Regions from separate parts of the Sus scrofa genome. Here regions 2 and 3 are each linked to region 1. Evidence: chromatin contacts called from public Hi-C data. All regions are on one chromosome and are shown on one strand. The core of a region is the stretch at or near the end of the contact, and the rest is flanking DNA. Distances in the headings are between cores, read along the strand shown. Region 1 holds the start of KRTCAP3 (keratinocyte-associated protein 3). Region 2 holds the start of ZNF513 (zinc finger protein 513). Region 3 holds the start of IFT172 (intraflagellar transport protein 172 homolog).

The links. Hi-C and Micro-C count contacts between places; a contact is called where the count stands out from the background.
Region 2: a contact with region 1 is called in a Hi-C map of embryonic fibroblasts, with 1.8 times the contacts expected there. The contact joins the promoter of ZNF513 here to the promoter of KRTCAP3 in region 1. A contact is called at or near these places in 4 of 47 Hi-C or Micro-C datasets (alveolar macrophages, embryonic fibroblasts, psoas muscle and 1 more) and 1 of 2 datasets of contacts at active chromatin or transcription factors (alveolar macrophages).
Region 3: a Hi-C map of differentiating spermatogonia shows a contact between it and region 1, with 1.5 times the contacts expected there. The contact joins the promoter of IFT172 here to the promoter of KRTCAP3 in region 1. A contact is called at or near these places in 3 of 47 Hi-C or Micro-C datasets (differentiating spermatogonia, embryonic fibroblasts and mesenchymal stem cells).

Annotation. Positions count from the first base shown.
Region 1 is chr3:111,718,545-111,722,200 of Sscrofa11.1, forward strand. It overlaps KRTCAP3 (keratinocyte-associated protein 3), which reads right to left and starts at 1,701. Exons shown (of 7, transcript XM_021087684.1): 1 at 1,583-1,701; 2 at 1,257-1,441; 3 at 1,114-1,173; 4 at 729-935; 5 at 473-607; 6 at 257-370; 7 at 37-133. The coding sequence starts at 1,610. The coding sequence ends at 263. It overlaps NRBP1 (nuclear receptor binding protein 1), which reads right to left. Exons shown (of 18, transcript NM_001244239.1): 12 at 3,591-3,656; 13 at 3,399-3,449; 14 at 3,163-3,298; 15 at 2,926-2,979; 16 at 2,777-2,840; 17 at 2,463-2,518; 18 at 1,834-2,380. The coding sequence ends at 2,276.
Region 2 is chr3:111,769,511-111,773,166 of Sscrofa11.1, forward strand. It overlaps ZNF513 (zinc finger protein 513), which reads left to right and starts at 1,896. Exons shown (of 5, transcript XM_021087688.1): 1 at 1,896-2,155; 2 at 2,408-2,566; 3 at 3,567-3,656. The coding sequence starts at 2,101. It overlaps PPM1G (protein phosphatase 1G), which reads left to right. Exons shown (of 10, transcript XM_005655254.3): 8 at 1-44; 9 at 331-433; 10 at 742-1,358. The coding sequence ends at 948.
Region 3 is chr3:111,682,102-111,685,757 of Sscrofa11.1, forward strand. IFT172 (intraflagellar transport protein 172 homolog) reads left to right here and starts at 1,573. Exons shown (of 50, transcript XM_003354889.4): 1 at 1,573-1,759. The coding sequence starts at 1,721. It overlaps GCKR (glucokinase regulatory protein), which reads right to left and starts at 1,438. Exons shown (of 20, transcript XM_021087679.1): 1 at 1,287-1,438; 2 at 933-1,011. FNDC4 (fibronectin type III domain-containing protein 4) reads left to right here. Exons shown (of 7, transcript XM_003481268.4): 7 at 1-395.

The sequences.
Region 1 (3,656 bases), core at 451-2,950:
CAGGGCCCCTTGCTCCCAAAAGGAATCAAAATCAAGTAGAAAAGAAGTTCTTTTATTACAAGTATTATTACTATAGAATCAGATCCTAGGGGTCAGTGGAAACCCCTTGTGAACTGAGCCTCCGGATCAGCACCTGCTTGATGGAAGGGAGAGCCTGCATCAGAGGGCAAGCAGCACAGCAAAGGGCTCAACCCAGTTCTAAGAGTGGTCCCGGCCACCACCTGTGTCCCAGGCTACAATCCTCCTGGTCCATTACCTGTCCCTAAACCCAGCTTTTCTGTGATGTCCGGATTTCATGAGTTTGATCCAGTAACTGCTCATTTTCCTGCCTTTTACATTTGGGAAGTTCAAGCTCTGTCATTTCCTCCAGCTACAGAAGAGGGTGGGGTTAGTGCTGCAGCCCTGAATTATAATTCAGCATCTTTTCAACTCAGTGTGTGTTGAATGAACCCTTACTGTTCATCTTCCTTACCTGTTCCTGTAGCCCTGCCCTCCTACAGGGCCCAACCCCACGCAGGGTGAGCGCAGCCACACAGCAGTAGCCAGACAGAGCAGCCTCCGCTGCAGACATGAGCAAAGATGGGATCCAAAGAGCCAAGGCTGTATCCTAAAGTGAAGGGAGAGTGGGAGACTAGCGGGAGCAGGCAGGAGTGGCACAGTAGGGACAATTAAAAGGCAGGACCCCGGCTCTGCGGACTGCAGAAAGGCTGGCGAGAAAATAGACTCACATAGATTCTGGTGGGATCAAAGGGGCAGTCAGCGTGTCCATGCCCCTCGTCCAGGGGTAGCAAAGGATCCAGCAGTCCTGGGTGGCAGTCAGCAATAAGACGCCGGCCGCCATTGGCTATAGTCAGTGACACAGCGAGGAGGAGCCCCAGGGAGCAGGCCGCAGACAAGAGAAGGTTCACCAGAGCTAGTGCCAGTAGGGCCCAGTGCTGGCAGGGGCAGAAGATCAGGGTGAGCAGCCTGGGGGGGCAGGGACGGCAGACTCTCCCACCGACCAGACACCTCGATTATTCTCTGAGGCACCTCCTCCCACTGCAGATAAAGCGGAGTCAGCCCCCATTTCCCAGATTCCAGGCCTCCTCATCAAAGTTCCAGAAATCCCCTCACCAGTTGTGGGCGAAGAAGGTTCCTGGATGCCAAGAGGGCCACAAGTCCCAGGGAAACACTCTGGAAGACAAAAAACTTGAGGCCCGCGCAGCTCTCTGGGGCCACCCGCCCGGCCACCCGCGGCCCGTCCCTACTGCGCTCACCAGCAGCCCAGAGCCCACGGAGATGATATTGGCGGTGGTGTACTCCGGGGTGACGGCGCCGCGGGGATTGGCCACGTGCCGCAGGACGGTGCCGTGCAGCACGGCCCCCAGCAGCAGGTTCACGTGGCCCACCAGGATGAGCGCGAGGCCCACGCGCATGAGCCGCGGGGGCCCGCGGTCCGCGTCTGCAAAGCAGGGGGGGAGGGGCAGACCTGAGCCGGAGCGGACCGAGGGCACCAGGGGCCCTGGGGCGGGTCGAGGGTGGGCGCGGAGGAGCACGCCGCCGCCGCCACCCCGCCACCGCCACCGGAGGGGCCGGAAATTACCGAAAGTGCAGAGGCGGCAGCGCTTCATCCCGTCGCTGGAGCTCGCCGCGGGGCAGCCCTACCTGGCCCGGGCCCCGCCCCCGCTGCCCGGCCAGTTCCGCCCGCCCAGCGCACCTGCCGCCCGCCTCCGCGCCCCCTAGTGGGGACGGCGCGCGCAGACACACACACACACACACACACAACGCGCGCGCGCACACACACACACACACACACATACGACGCGCACGCGCACACACACACACACGACGCGGTAGCAAAAAGTAGACTTTTATTACAGCAGCAACTGAGGCGAATCGAATGGCCCCCCAGGGCCACCACTGCAGCACCACCCTTCTCTCCCGCCCCGTCCGCCCCAGCGGGATTGTAGAATGCAGCTCCCCCGGCGCCCGTGGGCTTCCTTTCCACACAGGCTGGGCGGGAGCCGGCAGGTCAGCTACGTGCCCCCAACTAGAAGGCGGCTGCTGAGAAGGCCCGGGCCCACGTCTGTGCAAAACAAGTAAACAAAGTGCAGAGGGAGGGAAGAGACGGGGAGGGGCAGGGAGGGTGATGCTCAGAACCAGGGGGCCCCAAAGCCCTCCTGAATAACAAAGGAGAGAGGGGCCTCACAGGGTAATACTGACTGGGGGGAGGGGCGGGGGCTGCGGCGCGCCTGGTGACAGCCACAGCGCAGGTTGGGGCCTGGCCCGAGGAGCTCTAAGAGGAGACGGTGACAGCGGCTGAGTTGAGGGTGCTGTTCCTGGCGAAGTTGAACTTGTTCAGGGTCTCCTCCAGCAGGGAGGTCAGTCGGCTCTGGTCGGCCTAGAGGAGAGAGCTGGGTGAGGCGGCCGCAGGGGACGGCGGGGACAGCGCGGCGGCCGGGCCGCGGGGGGCAGCGCCTCACCTCACTGATGAAGCCCAGCTGCACCAGCTCAGCCGCCAGCTCGGGGATGTTCTCGTCTGACAGAGAAACGGGAGAGCGTGAGCACAGAGCCCGAGGCGGGGCCGCGGCCCTGGCCACAGCCCCGGCGGGGTGACCCTGGCTGGGAAGGAAGGACACAAGCAGGACTGTCAGGGCCACCCTCCAGTTGCAGGGGCTAAGATATTCACTCTACAGCAGTGGAGCTGTCACTGCCCGGTCGCCTTCCCCACCCCCGAATGTGTCCGTGGCAGATAAGGCTCACGGACTCCCCATCCTCTGAGGGTAAGGAGACTCACTTGGCATCAGGTCACAGCTCAGGTGCCGGTTCAGTTTGTCCTCTAGCTTCAGCAGAAGCGTCAGCTGGAGAAGGGGACAGTCAGGCCACGAGGCTCCGCCGACCCCCCCTCCGCCGCCCCGGCCTCCGCGCCCCGGCCCCGAGCCTTACGTGGTGTTTGACACCCTCCTCCACCGACTCGATGTTGCACTGCATCAGCACCACCTGCGGGAGAGGGGACAGAGGGTCACTAGAGGAGGGAACCCCGAGAGCTGGAAGCCTCTCCGGCCCACAGGACACGGCTGCCAGGGAGCGGAAACATTCTTTCCTCTCAACGACAAAGGCTTCTTTGAGACGCCCTCTCCCCCTTCCCCGGACGCAGAGGCCTGCACATCCACACAGCCTTACCTTGCGGGTCTCCACCTCAGCCGGCTCAGGAGTTGGAGTCTTGACAGAGGGGGGCACCACCGGTGATGTCACCTCCTCCTGCTGTGGCTGCTGGGGCCGAGGCAGGCCAAAGGCTGTCAGCGGGTAGATCCCGTTCCTGGATGGAGACGAGACGGGTCACACGGGCTCTGTGCAGGCCTTAGGACGCCCAGCCTGCTGCTTCCACAAGGAAGCTTTTTTTCTCATTCTTCTCTCACCTGACATCTTCAAGGAATTTATCCAGTTCCAGAGCTGGTGACTGAGAGTACCTGGAGAGGAAAAGAGAAAGAAGATAGGAGAAAAAGCAAACCAGCAGAGTCCACCACTCCCAGGAAATGGACAGCTGACAGAACCGTCAGGGTGGGAGTGACCAATCTGTCCCTTTCAGGACCTCTTGGTTAGTTACTCACAAAGTCTGAACTGGTTCTCTTCCTGGTCCTGCAGGGATTTCAGCCAGTACAGCACTGGTATCCATG
Region 2 (3,656 bases), core at 646-3,145, 51 kb after region 1:
ACTGATGATCACGAATTCATGGTCATTGCCTGTGATGGCATCTGGTGAGCACTGGCAAAACACCCTAAAACTCCCTTTTCCGCCCATAGCATTACTTTTGTAGGGCTCTCAGCTGCTTTGTCATCCTAATGGCTATATTCAGCCCCTTTCTCAAGCTGCTCTAGAATTAGAGCCTAGATAGGCAGCTCAGTGTCAAGACCCCAAGCCTAAGACAGAGTTGACAGTGTCTGTGGGTGTTTATGTTGTCCGGGCCACCTGTCACCTCTATTCATATTTGTCTACTCTGCCTTGGTGGGACTAAAGGAGATTGAGTGTTGTTTCTGACCCCAGGAATGTGATGAGCAGCCAGGAAGTTATAGACTTTATTCAGTCCAAGATCAGCCAGCGTGATGAAAATGGGGAGCTTCGGTTATTGTCATCCATCGTGGAAGAGGTAAGTCCCCCGGTAGAGGAGAGGGTGTTTGGTCTGCGTATCCAAGGTTTTCTCTTTAGACCTGAGTTAAGACCAGACTCTACACTAATTACTGACATACTAAACTCTGACTAGAAAGTTCCACTTTCCCTCATTTCCCTGATTTATCTTTAGGCCTCATGGTCTAGCAGGTGGTCTGTTTTGTGATACCTGTTGCCCATTCCCTCCTCCTGCCGTCCTGTCTCGGCAAGGCCAGCCCTCTTGTCGGACTTTAGGTTCCCAGGAAGGTGTTCAAACGCTGAAGCTGAGCTACCCCATCCCTTTTGTAGCTGCTGGATCAGTGCCTGGCACCAGACACCTCTGGGGACGGTACAGGGTGTGACAACATGACCTGCATCATCATATGCTTCAAGCCCCGAAACACAGCAGAGCTTCAGCCAGAGAGTGGCAAGCGGAAACTGGAGGAGGTGCTCTCTACTGAGGGGGCTGAAGAAAATGGCAACAGTGACAACAAGAAGAAGGCCAAGCGGGACTAGCAGTTGTCCAGACCCCTGCCCACCTAGACTGTTTTCTGAGCCCTCCGGACTGAGACTGAGTTTTGTCTTTTTCCTTTAGCCTTAGCAGTGGTGGTTATGAGGTGTGCAGGGGGAGCTGGGTGGCTCTGCTCAGCCCATTCCAAAGAGGGCTCTCCCTCCACACAGCAGCCTGGGAGCCTCTGCTGTCCTCCCCAGCCTCGTCCTTGCTCCTTGGGGCTCATCGCCGGTTCTCTGCCTGTGCTCGTTGTGTTGGAGGGAAGGACTGGTGGTTCTGGTTTTTACTCTGTGAACTTTATTTAAGGACATTCTTTTTTATTGGCGGCTCCATGGCCCCCAGCCGCTTGCACCCGCTCTCTGTTGTACACTTTCAATCAACACTTTTTCAGACTAAAGGCCAAAACCTAATCGTGCCCGTGGTGTCCTTTTTTCTCCGCTGCCATCCTGTCCGGCCCACCCGCCCAGGGTGCCCCGACTCCCTACTTGACCTCCAGCGGTAGCGTCTACCTACCCTTCCCTGTGTGGGTGCGAGGGTGGATGTGGGTGGGTGTGTGTGCTCCTGCCTGCCTGCCTGCCTGGGGTGTGTGTGCACGAGAGGGAGAGGGGGCCCGAGCACTGTAACTCCCTGAGCTACAATTCTGGCGTCGCAGCACATCGTCCCCGGCTCCTGCAGTCAGGAATGAGTTCTTCCTCGTTCCTCCCGGGAGGGGTCGGAACCGGCCTGGCGGCCCTTAAAGACCAAAGGCAGGGGCAGGGTTTGACCTGCCCTTCTTGTTCCATCAGGTCCCTGATTGGCTCGCTCGCTTCCTTTCGTCACAATCACTTCCTGGTCACGCTGCGGACGCTCTCGCCCCTTCTGCCTTCCGCGAACTACGCGTCCCGTGTGGCTCTGCGGCAGCGGAAGCGGAAGCGAGTACGGAGGTACCAGCTGGTCTCCGTAGGGGGGGTAGGGGGCTCCATGAATGGACGCGGCGGCGGTGGCGGCGGGAGCGGCCTGAGCTGGGCACCGGGGCCAGGGCCGGGGGCAGCCCGGGGCCCGCGCCGCTGCATGGGGTCGGCCCGCGGGCCCTGAGAAGAAGGGCGGGCGGACAGGATTGGGAGGGGCGGGGCCGGACGGCCGCAGGCCGGAGGCGCGTCGGGCTGGAGCCGGTCACGATGCCCCGAAGGAAGCAAAGCCACCCGCAGCCCGTGAAATGCGAGGGGGTCAAAGGTCAGGGGTCAAAGGCCGCGAGGTGGGGAGGAGCGGGGGTGGGGTCAGTGGCGTGGGTTCAGGTCTGGGTGGAGGGGGGATTCCTGAGGGATGGGGTGGGCGGTCTGGACTCCTTGCTTCCCATCGAGGTACTGAGGGAACCCGAGAGGGTCTACGAGTGCGGGCAGTAGGGTCTGCGAGGGCTGGTACCCCGGGTGCAGATGATGGGCACGGTTCCCGAGGGAGAATCTACAAGCCCCTTCGCCTCTTCAGTGGATACCGAAGACTCCCTCGACGAAGGACCCGGGGCCCTGGTGTTGGAGAGTGATTTGCTACTAGGCCAGGATCTGGAGTTTGAGGAAGAGGAAGAGGAAGAGGAGGAAGGTGACGGCAACAGCGACCAGCTCATGGGCTTCGAGAGAGACTCTGAAGGTGGGTTTGGGAGACTTGGTTAAGGATTAGTGACCGCTGGAACCTCAGCCTTTAGGAGGCAGGTTGGAGTTTAGTGCCAGTGAGCAAGACACCGTTTCTTGCCACTACCGAGCGGGTTTAGTTTAGTTTGGGGCTAGAGTTCTTCGTTTGCCTAATGGTCCATCACTTTGTTGAGGTGAAGTTCTGGGGCCTGGTCCAAAGGTAGTATGAACAGGACAGTGGAGGAGTCACATGAAACAACTGGTTAAAAGCAAATGCCCTTTTCATAACCTTGTCCTGCTCCTGAGCCCATTCCTTATGAGAGTTTACTTTTAAGGTGTTCAGGGAAGCAACCTCATTCAAGCTAGTACTTATTCTCTTTCATCCACAGCACAGACTTTTGTATTGAGGTTTTAGTCTCTACCCTCAAGTATCCTCCCACATTCTTCCTTTTAATCTTATCATCACCCCATCTTAATTTGCTACACTACCTATCCACCAATGCCACTTATGAAGAATGTTTTTGAAAGTCATTGGGGAACCTATAGAAGAGAAAAATCCTATCCTTTAGGCTTACGAGTGATGTTACATGCATTATTTTGTTTCCTCTTTCCTCCAGATTTTGCCTCTTGAGATAGTATGGAGCTGATTCTGAAATAAAAACTGAGAGTCCTTACTGACAGAGGGCCTAGAGAAAGGTCTCAGGCTTCTGCCTTGTGTATTTATTTTTATTTCCTTATCCCAAGAATCAGTTAATTACCTAACTGGTTATTGATTCATTTCAGTCTGTGATCCACTGTGAACCCTTGGTCTTTTTCCATTCAGTGGATCTATGTACAACTCTGCTCTGTCATCACTACATTAGTACAGGCTTGGAGGTAGATAATTCATGTTCAATTTTTAGGACCATTGAATTGAAGAAAAGGGTGGAGCCAAGCAAGTGGGGAGACCACAAGTGAGAAAGGGAGTTTCGAGCCTGGTCCTACCCTGTGTTGATGTTTCTTCTCATCTGTCTCACCAGGAGACTCTCTGGGGGCCAGGCCTGGGCTTCCCTACGGGCTGAGCGACGACGAGTCTGGGGGCGGCCGGGCACTAAGTGCGGAGAGTGAAG
Region 3 (3,656 bases), core at 323-2,822, 37 kb before region 1:
AAAAAGAGGACACAAATTCTCCTTGCTCCACTGGAAACTAGGGTCATGTCACCTGAGAGGCCCAGAAGCCTTTTTCAGTGTCCACATCCGCAGCCCATTCCTCACCATGAATTCCATCACCCCTGAGCTAATTTTCAGAAAAGGACTGAACGGTGTGTCTTGGGACAAATGAAAGAGCAGCTATACTAATGGATCCCTGGGTGCCAAGTGTTCCTCTCCTGTGCATTTCTGTGCCTATTCTTCCCTGCCCTTGCTTTCCCTTTTGTCTCTCTGTCTGTCTTTCTGTTCATTTGGTCAAAGTCAATAATAATTGTAAAGTATAAATGAGTTCCTATTCACTCTCTGCCACTATATCCAGAAGAGGATTCTGGAAATAAAACTGGGGTTGGACCTCTCCTGTCAAAAGAATTATAATTTGGGCTCTGGGGCCTACTTGTGTCCTGTGAAAATAGGGCCTGTCCCCTACTTTTTCCTAAGTTCCAAGAGGGGTTTGTGTCAGTGAAAAAGAAATACCTGTTGACATCTGCAACCACTATGGGGGAAAGGCTTCAGAACCCAGAATCCATCTGGACAGCAGATGCTGCACTGTCTGGAAGGTAACACTGTTCTCAACGTATGTTCCTCCCAGAGGAGGCGTCTGAATCTCTCCTTTTCTGCATCTCGATCTCTCTGTTATGTTACAAGAAGTTAGACCAACAATTCTGAAAGGGACCCCGATCCAAACAAAGATCAAGAAGTCAGTATCTTTTGTACTAAACCAAACTCCGACCCCTTATCACAAGACTGAACCTATCAGGTACTCGAAGCTATGCTCTGCCCTCTGCCCTGAACCATAAAAGCATCCTGATCTAAGCAGCAGTCTCTAACCCAGTTTCCCAGTTCAGAAGTTGGGGACCTTACCTCTCTCTGGCCACTGGTTCCAAAGCACTCACCTGTCAGGCTCTGGGCACATCATCATTTCTGGGGAAGGGAGTGTCACGGGGTACAGTAGCATGGCATAAAGACAGGGAACTAGAAATTGAATAGGAATATCAAGGGTGCTTAAATACTCCAGCTCCGGGTTGAATCCAGTTCCGTCTTTTTCACACTGTGTTAGCTTAGGCAAGTGACCCCTCTGATCCTGTAAAATGGGACTGATAACGCTCTTCCCTTCCAAAGGTGGCTCTGAGATTAAATGAGATACTGTGAGCACAGCACTTTGCACAGTACCTGGCAGACACACACTGAGTAGTCCGTGTTACCTATCATCATCAGTCTTGTGAGCCCGTGCAAGTTACATAACGTACTGGTGTTCAAGCGTGTCCACTGGCAAACGCCTGTCACACCAACTGCCCCAGCTTTCCTCCAGGTTTGCGAGGATTAAAAGAACGCACTCAGCCACGCTTACGTACATCAAAGAGCAAGAGCGCCCACGATTACGTACGACGCCGGAGTTTGCGGAAGGCTCGTGGGCGTGGCTTGAGTTTGCGTTTGCACGCCACCACGGCATTGGTCGGGGAGAGCATTCCTCCAGCCCTCTCGGGCGTCCCGCCCTCGATCTCATTGCGCCTGCGCACGTTCTGTTTGCTTCGCGGCAAATCTACGTGGTGACCTTGCGACGCGCGCCTGGCGCGCTGGTCGCTTCTGCGTCAGCGGCTGCCGCTGCGGCTGCGTGGCGGGTTGTCCAGGTAACCACGGGAGTTGTCGCCGTCTGTCCGCATCTGAGAGGCAGGTGTTCGTCATGCAGTTGAAGCACCTGAGGACCCTGCTGAGCCCTCAGGTGAGGAGTCGCGTGCCTCTTCCCTCCCCCGCCCTCCTTAATGTCCCAAGAAAAGTGAGGGACTGAAGTTTAAAAACGTTGAGCGCCTACTGTGTGCAGAAGACCAAAAGCCATAGCGGTGCTACGGACTCTGCTCCGTCGATGGAGGATGGAGTAGGCGAGATGGACCACTGACCATCGTAGCTTTCATTTCGTTCCATTTAACGAATCAGTTGTGTACCAGGTCCTGTGCTGGGGCTTTAGGGATCCAGAGCTACATCAATTGTTGCCTCTGCCTGCAAGAGGCTCATACTAGAGGGAGAGGCGCACATGTGAACAACGAACATAAATCTACACCGCCTTAAATAAGCACTTTAGGTGCAAGCCCCACTTAAAGGAGGGCAGACGGCCACCGTTCGTTCTGATGCTGAAGATCTCATACTCAGAAGAAGCTGGGCCCTGGGGGAGGAACCTTAGAACTTAATGAAGAAAGGGGTTGAGTTTTGCGGTTAGGAAACCAGAATTCGAATCCTACTTTAGTAAGTGTCTTGATGGTCCTGATTTTAGCCATCTCTCCGAGCACTCACCCAGTCTTGGATCTATACACTTGGAAAACAGGAATAATGATAATCTCAGCTTTAAGGGATTAGGGGAAACAGTTAAAGGAAATAGTACACGCAAGAGAACATTGTAGACAGAAAAGCAGCATGAAAACTGATAGACAAGAGAGAAGGACGTTCACACTTCAAAGGACAAAATGAAAGCTAAGAATATCTGTCATAACTGAATGTTTAACATGTACCAGAGCAACATAAATAAAGAAGTTAGGATTGTGGATTATGGATTCAGACACACATGGATTTAAATCTTGGTTCTGCCACTTAAACTGTGGTTGTAAACTTGAGCAAATTACTTAACCTTGCCATGCCTTAGTTTCTCCATCTGTAAAAGATGCATCGTAACAGCATCTACTTGGTTATGAAATAAAATAAGATAATGCATATCAAGCATTTAGCAGAGTGCTTAGTCTGTGGTGCTTGTTAGCTATTTTTCTGATCCCTACCTCATTTAATCCTCACAACAGTCCTGTGAGGTCCCTTTGTAGAGAAGGAAGAATTGATTGATTATGGGAAACGGAAAGGCTTCACAGAGGACGTGGCATTAGGAGAAAAGAAGGAAATTAGAATACAAGAGAGGTGCGCTCATTGCTCTGTAAACTGTTCCCTGAATCTGTATTTTTAAAATTCCTTTACCCTAATGGAATAATTGGAAGTGAAATCTTCCTTCAGTCTTTCAGGATAAGATGATGTCATGATGCAGGAAAGGGCTGAGTGCCCAGGATTGGGCAACATGTTATAAGAAGTTAATCAGCAACAATCCCTGAGGAGCTCTCAACCCTCCCAACATGATTTAGTCAAGAGTTGAAGGGGGCTAAAGGGGGTGGTGTGGCTATTTTCTGACTCTGGTTTGAGGATTTTGATGAAAAAAAAAAGGTGTTTTTACCACTGACTTTGGAGGTGGGTAGGTTTGGAGTAAAAAGTAGCAATGTGTTAAGCTGGGTCTCTCAAGCTCAAATAATTCATCAAACAATTGGAGCAGAAACTAAATTTTTTATTTCAAGGAGGGAAATCCTTAGTGCAGAACCATAGATAACTGGGGCTGGTGGTAAAAGGGACATACATGGCCAGAATAATTCACCAGGAGTTGATCGATTCTAACTTGGGCTTCTGTGAAGTGGATTGTTAAGGAAAACCAACCAACAAACAGAAAACCAAAGTGGCATCATTTATCCTCAGTCACAACTCTGGTTATTTCACTCCCCCTTCCAGAACTTTCATTGTCTGTCCTTTTCCTACCAAATAAGCCCAGACTCCTTAGCCTAGCTTTGAAGACCCTTCCTGAACTGGCCTTAGTCTGT